2 separate regions of the Triticum aestivum genome follow, and region 1 is linked to region 2. The links are chromatin contacts, called in public Hi-C maps. All regions are on one chromosome and are shown on one strand. Each heading gives the region's core, a stretch centred on a gene start, on an enhancer-like site or on the middle of the called end of the contact. The rest is flanking DNA. Distances are from core to core; before and after follow the strand shown. Region 1 holds the start of LOC123097512 (dormancy-associated protein homolog 3). Region 2 holds the start of LOC123099921.

The links. A called contact is a pair of places that touch in the nucleus more often than the background predicts.
Region 1: a Hi-C map of leaf shows a contact between it and region 2, with 4 times the contacts expected there. The contact joins the promoter of LOC123097512 here to the promoter of LOC123099921 in region 2. A contact is called at or near these places in 3 of 5 Hi-C or Micro-C datasets (leaf and an unstated tissue).

The regions. Positions count from the first base shown.
Region 1 is chr4D:294,326,288-294,330,684 of IWGSC CS RefSeq v2.1, reverse strand. It overlaps LOC123097512 (dormancy-associated protein homolog 3), which reads right to left and starts at 2,614. Exons shown (of 3, transcript XM_044519280.1): 1 at 2,356-2,614; 2 at 2,051-2,245; 3 at 1-442. The coding sequence starts at 2,467. The coding sequence ends at 345.
Region 2 is chr4D:294,184,895-294,189,216 of IWGSC CS RefSeq v2.1, reverse strand. LOC123099921 reads left to right here and starts at 1,817. Exons shown (of 1, transcript XM_044521939.1): 1 at 1,817-2,767. The coding sequence starts at 1,985. The coding sequence ends at 2,368. It overlaps LOC123097511 (peter Pan-like protein), which reads left to right. Exons shown (of 6, transcript XM_044519279.1): 6 at 3-390. The coding sequence ends at 112.

The DNA of each region.
Region 1 (4,397 bases), core at 1,365-3,864, 140 kb before region 2:
TCCACAACATAGTAGACAAAACACAAACGAGGAGCTGCGTGCCAGCCCAGGGGTGACGACCTAAGTACATACTAACACAGCAAGTACATACTAACACAGCACAGCACAGCACAGCAGCAGCAACTTTCAACACCTTCTCTACACATACATAACCATACACGCGTGCACTGCATATATAGTAAAAACAGAACACTACACATTCATCTATATTATACTATCACAGTAGAGGAAAGGCAGACCCTTGGCGTTTCTCAGATTTCTCTGATACGTCCTCTCTTCCTCCTCGGGCTTGCATTAAGTAGAGCGGGCCGAGGAGCAAAAACGAGCATGAGCGCGCTGGGCAGTCACACTTCAAAGGGTGGAGGAGGGTGACTGGTCGACGCCCCAGGTGGTGTAGCCCTCTCGTACGCATCCGAGGATGATTTCCTTCTGAACCGACCACCTGGTAGACATAGTCCGTTCGAGTTTAGGTAAGAAGAACAATTAATTAATGAACCACAAAAGATAAGTCTCCAGAATATAAATATAGTTCAAATGAATGAACAATTCCATGCCGCATGCATTTCATATAGTGAGGGGAATCGTCCATGTACTACTAGCCAGGTATCCATGTTTTCCTACACACTACCATGTGATTCTTACAAACTCATCGATAATTGGTCACTGATACAAGAGAGTAGACAAAGACAGCATCAACAAGGGATAATAAGTAAATCTTCCAACAGGAATCTGACAAATCAAACGAAGTTGTGGACTTGGAAAACGGAACGATGATTAATTGTACAAGTATCCCTGTTTCTTGAAATCATCTACAACCCCATCACTGTCTAACTCGTAATATTTTACCCAAGATAGATCAACTGATTCAGCATCAAGCAAAGAACTGCAAAATAATATACTAGAACCTGTCCCACATCAAAGTATCTATTTCCATACAGAAATACATACAAAAAGAGGTTCCTCATGAGCGAAGGTATAACCAAAGCATATGCATAAGTCAATTAACTGCACCCACGGCGCACAAATTCACGATATGCATATCAGATTTTCAATACTGCTTCGCTCCAAAATACTTTAAGTTATAGGTTCATCCTAAGTCAAACTTCTCTAAGTTTAAACAACTTTACAGAAAAGTGTCTTTATATTTACACTCTCCAATATATATAGTATGAAAATATATGTCATTATACTAATCTAATGAAGCTAATTTGGTATTGTAGATTTTGGTATATTTTTCAACAAAATTGGTCAAACTTAAAGAAATTTGTCTTAGGACAAACGTACAAGTTCCGGAGGGAGTATGTTCCTTCAAAAGTACTCCCTCTGTTCTAAAATAGATGACTCAACTTTGTACTAACTTCACTAAAGTTAGTACAAAGTTGAGTCATCTATTCTAAAAGTTAGTACTATATATATTTTGGAACGGAGGGAGTATGAACTCTTGTGTACACTCTGGAGACTTGGTGGCCAATTAGAAATAGTATTACTGGATCTATGCTCTTGGTTTGACGAACGGTCCATTGCTGGCTTCGCCATCCAACGTCAAGTGGGGTCGGGAGAGCTGGCTTCAATTAGGCCAACACCCCATTGACAACTTCACGCACACAAGGAGGAGTGCTAGATAAAGCAGCTCCATACTGGTACAGATCAAACGTATCCATTTTTTGTTCTTGTACGAACAGAAAACAGAAGGGCGTCGCTATTTTCTCTTGGAAGGCAAACCTTATAGCCTGATAGTTACACTTATCCGGTTGCTGCTGCATTACAAAGGCACCACATAAATGGTAACTTATCGAACACGATGATATCCAGTCATGATCCCACGAAAGAGACCTGAGAGCTAAAGCACTTGCCCGGGCAGAAATGTCCAAAATGTCCCTAGCCCCGTCTAGACCCTTCCGAACTCCAGGACAAAAGCCACATAGACGAAAGCTACCCATCCCGGGCATTCCCCGTCGCACACATGGACGCGGCTACGAAATGGCCGAACTGCCCCTACCGTAAAAATAATAATAATGTGAGAAGTTGGATGAGGGGCACGGGAACTCACCGCCGCCGGCGAACGGGGAGATGGGCGGCGTGGTTCCTAGCGGCGAGGCTGGCGGCGTGCTGGCCGCGCTCCTCGGCGACGAGGGGTACCCCGCCGGCCGCTTAATCATGATGCTGCGCGTGACTTTCATCGGCGCATCCTCGCCGCCGGCCGTCGTGGTAGGTGGGATCACCGTCGCGGCGCCAGGAGCCACATCTGAACGACCCAACGCGACAAAAAACAACAACACAACAGCTGGTCAGATTGATGGTACAAAGATCTGGCGAGGGTTAACAATATGTCGATTTTTAGCGGGCGGCGGTCACCGTTGATCTTGACGGCGGCGGGGCGGGCGGCGAGTTTGCGGAGGCGGCCGAGACCGGTGTCCGGTTGGGGCCCCGCGACGGTGTCGTCCCACAGCTTGTCGAGGAGGCCCATTACCAGACTGCCACTGAGATGGATGGACCGATCCCAACAGCCAACTACCAGTCTCCCCAAGTTTCCGGATCTGAGAGAAGGGGAAGAGTGCAAGTGAGACGAGCAGGAGCTTATTTATAGAGCGGCTTGGCCTTTCCCTCCGGAGACTGTGCCCCGTGAACCTGGTCTACGGAGCGCTGTGGGAATGCAGGTGGGCCCAGACTGAAATGTCTCCTTGCGGGGTTGCAAGGCGTTGGCGGGGGCGCAGGTGGGCCCCGCTGCGGATAAGATCGATGGGTTGTGCTCGTGGGATGGCCCTCGTGCTGGCCTCTCACGACGCGCCAGGTGGGAGCCCGCCATACCGGGCGTCACGTGACTAGTACTACCCCGGGTGTAGAGACAACCATATTAGGGACGGATACACTGTACTGTGTGGGTAATGGACGAGGCGACCTATGATTTATTTATTTATTTTTGAGGCGTAGAAGAGAGCTTATATTAAACAGAAATATCAAGGTTACAATCATGCACACACATGAGTATGATATGAGACGGCACACTTGCATGAAGAAAAAATCACCATGAACCCTGGAATGTGCAGCTAGCTCATGGGCTACCCGGTTACTCTCTCTACTTATCTTCACAACAAGGCAATACCTGAATTATGTGATCGCTCGCTTAGCATCTTCATAGACGGCCCACCCGTTTGTTGATGGCCGAAGAATTGATAGTTGTGACTGCAGCAGAGCAGTCAGATTCAATGATTATTGGTCCTCTAAACATTTGTTTTGTCAGGTTAATAGCAATGTCGTGGGGTGCACACGGCAGATGCTATGGGTAGGCTTATCAAACGTGGTTGGGGCTGAAGGACGCCGGTGGGTTCCGAAGGCGAGATTGGAGACAAACGGTGCGAGACACACGATACCCAGGTTTCGGGCTCTCCGAGGGAGGTGACACCCCTAGTCCTGCCGGATCTACTATGATGATCACAAGTGGGCTACAATGGTGCTCCTGAAGCTGTTTGGGTGGAGGAGGAAGACGGAGCTAGCTCTCCACTTCTCCCTGCATGTGTGTGTGGAGGGGGTGGGTGATGAATGAGCCGACCCCCTGGTTGGGGGCTCCTCGGAGGTCTTATAGGCCAGCCTCCCAGGTACAATGGTAAATCTAAGTTGGGGCGGGCCTTGCTATCATTGTCTTTGTCTTCTCACGGAGCCCGCCGGCTGCGAGACCCGCCGGTAGGATGTCGCTATGGCACGTCGCCCGTCATGCCACGGGGCAGTTGGTACAGTGCCAGGCCGCGCTGACGCCCTCGACTCGACTATGCACTGATCATACACACAAACATGCACGATCAACCCAGAGACTTACGGGAAGGTATCACAACACAACTCTAGACCAAATTCAAACATAAAGCTTTAAATTACAAGTCAGGGCCACAAGGACCCAAATACATAAGTTAGCGAAAGCAACAATATCTAAGTACATACATAAATAGACAAGTTTGCCTTAAGAAGGCTAGCAAACACGATATCTAGATGGAAAAGGCGCAAGCCTCATGCCTGGGGCCTCCTAACTACTCCTGGTCGCCGGTCTCCTTGTAGCAGTAGGCTCCATCGGGGTAGTAGTAGCCATCGGCGGGATCAACTGGCTCTAGGGCTCCGTCATCTGATCGCAACAACTGGGTAGAGGGGAAAAGGTAGCAAAGCAACCATGAGTACTCATCCAAAGTACTCGCAAGACTTACATCAGATCTATGCTAAGTATGCAACAGTATCAAGGGAAGGGTTTGTCTGAGGACTATGCTGCAGAAATGCCAGAATAGAAGGGAAGACCTAGCCTAACGAAGACTAGCCTCTTGCAGCGTCTTGCAGCAATAGAAGAGAGTAGAGTAACATATTATATAGTATCAAGTATATAATAGCAATACCCAAAGATCCTTCCTCGTCTCCCC
Region 2 (4,322 bases), core at 568-3,067:
AGTTGGAAAAGATGTGAAGGAGGGACAAGAGGAAGAAGAGATAGAAGATGCTGAGGATATGATGGAGCTGGAGGATGGGACGGAGGAGGACGACTCGGGTGACGAAGAGTAGCCTAGATGAACTTGAGAGGTGCTGAGCAGCAGCCTATGATTGCTAAAAATGTGAAGCAACTGGTGTTTTGCGACAACATTATATGAGTTTAGTTGATCCTTGAGAAAGCATAGTACAGAAGTCGCTCTTGAAAAAGAGAGGGATAAAGCTCTTGCAGTGATAATCCTTATTTTGGCCGAATCTGATTGTTTTTTAGCCCTGTAACATGATACATATTCTGTATTTACCTCAGTTTTGCCTTAGGAGGGTGCATATAAGCACTAGCTGCTGCGTTTGAAGTTGGATGCTGGATTGTGAATTATTTTCATGGAACGTGACCCAGATATTTCACTTTTGGAAGAATTGCTGTAAAGGCTTCCTAGGACCTGGGAATTTGACGTGATTCCCAACCATGAGGCAAGCAGCGATCCGGTTTCAGGTTTGTTCTTGTGCAGCAGATGAAGCAGAAATTCAGAAATTGCTGTGCCGGTGACACTGAAATCCTTTCTCGCTGGGACGAATTTTCTCGTTCTGCCTTGCTCTCTGGGTTCAGCTATCTTTTCACCATGGTCTTCGATGTCAAAATTTGCCGTGGTGTATATCCTGTACATTTGAAAGCAGCAAGCAACGTTGGCCAAAAATCCACATGCCGGTGGGCACACTTGAGCTTGTCAGTGTAATCTTTCCCATAGTCGCTAGGCCGCAGTTTTAAGCATACTTTACCCTGCGGCAAAAGGAATAACCCGTTGCTCCAATCGATGCCGATCCCCGATTACCAGTCGGCACGTGCATGATTTAGGCCGAGAGGAGAATCCGAGATCTTGCCGCAAGCGGGGGCAGTGAAACACACATAATAACTTTTCTCGCGCGATTTACTCCCTCCGTTCCTAAATACTTATCTTTCTAGGCATTTCAATAAGTGACTACATACGAAGTAAAATGAGTGAATCTACACTCTAAAATATGTCTACATACATCCGTATGTGATATTCATTTGAAATGCCTAGAAAAACAAGTATTTAGGAACGGTGGGAGTAGATCTGAACTGCGTCGCCGATCGTTGTACCATGTTATTGTGTCGGCTCTGTCTGTCAGGCGAGAAGTGGTAGTCCCGGCCCACTTGCTTGTGGAGGCAATGAGTAGGTTCCTCGAGATCCTGAGATGCAGGCGCCGATAATTAAAATGCAGTGGAACTTTCGTCTTAAGTGCGTACAAATGAGATTGCGGTACTCCAGCCGGTTCCTGAACAATCCAAAAAATAACACAAACCACTCAAATCAGTGAGCATGGAGCTCAATGCTCATGTTTACAAACAGCTATTGTACCTGCTTTCTAAACGCGTAGAAAGGGAGGCCGATGCGTCATTCATGGTAATAAGATGTTGGTCTCCTGATGGTCCCCGGCCCACGCGTCATTGCTGTTTCATACTACTCGTACATCTACATGCATCTTCTGCGTTACTCCGAGAACATAATCACCACGACTATCCCGTGATCAAACCAAACGCATATCACCTCTCCCTTTTACTAAGAACGCTGTCCTGATCCGATGATCAAAAAAAAAACGCTGTCCTGATCCTGCCGACCCCACCAGCCCTGAGCACGCAGGTCGTGCCACTGTGGGCGGCTCCACCCTAATAAAGCCCACCCCCCCGTGGAGCCCACATTCAGTGGCCTTGCGTCCACCCCACCGCTTTCCTTCATGTGAGCACCCCTCCCCGTCACATGCCTATCTCCGCTAGCGCTGCTAGTTCATCATTTCACACTCCCACCCCTGGCCCTCGCTCTCTAAAGGCTCCCGTACTCACTGGACTCTACCCACACCCGTCACCACAGCCTCGCACAATTATCGCCCCAGGTACAGGTACAGGTAAGAGGGCGAGAGAGCAAGGCGATGTCAATGGCGGAGGAGCAGTACTACGGGGGCCCGCGCGGGGCGCCGCACGGGCTGCTGCTGGCGGTGGTGGTGGGGCTGGTGGTGGCGGGCCCGCTCTTCCTGGGCGACGGCGGCGAGGCGGTCACCGACGCCATCGCCGAGCTGCTCAGCCCCGTGGGCCTGCTCCTCCTCCCCGTGGGCCTGCTCCTCCTCATCCGCCTCCTCTCCTCCGACCGCGGCGCCGCGGCGCTCGCCGACGTGTTCGCCTTCGGCGGCTCGCCCGACGCCGTGCACCGCGTCGGGGGCTCCCCCATCGGCGTGGCGCTCATGCTGCTCCTCATCCTCGCCCTCCTCTACTACCGCTCCGCGCTCTTCGGCGGCGGCGGAGACGACGACGAGTAGGCGACTGCCAGTAGGTAGTTTCCGTCTGATCTCGGGGTTGTTTTGCTAGTTTCCGTTTCATGGCTGGGCCTGGGTGTAAAAGAGCGGTGTAAATTAACTGTTAGCTACTCGCCGTGTTGGTTTGCTCTGCGTTAAGGCTGAAGGTTCTGTGCTGCATGGGTCCATGTGCTTGTTCTCTTCCGCCTCTCCTCCTCGTCGCCTCGTCTCGTCGGTGGTGTCCTCACCCTCTTTTGTTACTCCGCTAGAACCAGGCCTCAGTAACATTGAGTAAATATAAAAGTGACAGCCTGAGATCAAAACGTTCCAAGCCTTACGTATCGCTCGGAACTATCATGCACAAACGAAAAGTTGGAACCAAATTTGATTTGGTCGGTGCCTTTTGAATCGATAGTGACACGCCGCAACTGCCTCGTACCGTCTAGTGTACTACCACTCCAAAAAGCTCATGCATGGTGTTCTGCTTTTTTCTTTTTGAGGGTCATGGTGTTCTGCTGATAGTAGCCGAAAACATAACTTTGAATTGAATCTCCAAAAGAAAGGAAAGAGAAAAGGCTAATTTCAAGGCAGCTTGACGGAGATATTTAGCCGCCAAATCCGTGTACTAACAAGTGACGATACATTCATCCTACGCACAGCACGAACGTAGGCGTAACTTTGCTTGCTTCGCTTGGTTCCTCTTTACATGTAGAAACGCGCTTTTTATCTCAAAAAATAAGGAACGCGCTTTCTCTGTATTCTGTGTATTGCACCGGGGCTTGACAAGTGTCTTTTATTTCCTGCAATCACCCGGACGAACAGTCCATTCATTGACCTGAAAAAACCCTGACCCAGAGGGCGACTCACCGGAACCCTTCTTATCCAGCCCAAATATAAAACGGATAAGCTTGGGTGGCGAGGGGAGTGAAGTGAAGTGGCTAGGTTTGGTTCGGGAGTGGATGAGAAGGACTATAGGATGGGCCATTGCGGGCCGGGGACGACTTGGCGGACGCCTAGGCACACCCGTTTCCGCCTCATATTTGAGGTGTCTAGATAGCATTTTTTTAACCGGCCAGTGACCGGGCCGTCCGTTTGGGGTATGAGATGAGTTTGGGCCGTCCGGTTGTGGATGCTTTGAGATCAACGTTTCAACTATATACTTTTCCCTAAGAAAAAAAACACGGTGTAGAGTGTACTACTCAGTTACTCGTCGTTCGGCGGGTGTAGCGAGTTTGTGATAGGGAGACCTCATCCTCGTGTACTACTCCTCAGGTTGGTAGGTTCGTTCACCCCGGAGCCGACATGTCACATGTCCGTAGTTTCTTCGGTCTGAATGTTCCACGTTGCAGCCAACCTTGTCCTGCCTTCTGCCATGCGTCTTGAACGCGTAACATGCAAGGAGGATCAATTGAGCCATCTTACTCGAAACGCGTCAAGAAGCATCACGAGGCGTCTTCGCGGTCGAGACGATCCTCTCCAGTGCAGGTTTTTATTCCGTGGCGTTTTGGAACACCAGATCCGCAGCGCTGTTTATGGCACGTGGCTTGTGTGTCGATCTGGACCCCCGATGCCCGATGGGAAGTCATCAGCACTATTTTGGTACACGTCAATGAAGCTAGGTTTCGTCGCGATTTCAGCGCGTCGTTCGCGTGATCATCACTGCATAAGCAAAAGCCACTGTGTCCGTTCCAACCATGGGCGCGACTATGTATAGCCTCACGCGAGCTGTCACGCTCGCTCGCGTCACGCATCGCCGAAATGGGCCGACCCAGGCAGCTGAGGCAGGTAGTTCTTAAAATATAAAATCTTCCCAGAAATGTACAATGTGTATGGAGAAACCTAGGCACAAAAAGTATATATGTTTTAAAAAGCTAATCATGTATCTAAAAAATGGCACTCCTATATTTTAAAAATGTTAAACATGTATTTATTCCTGATGTATACAAAAAATGTAGAACGTGTATGAAAAAATGTAGGC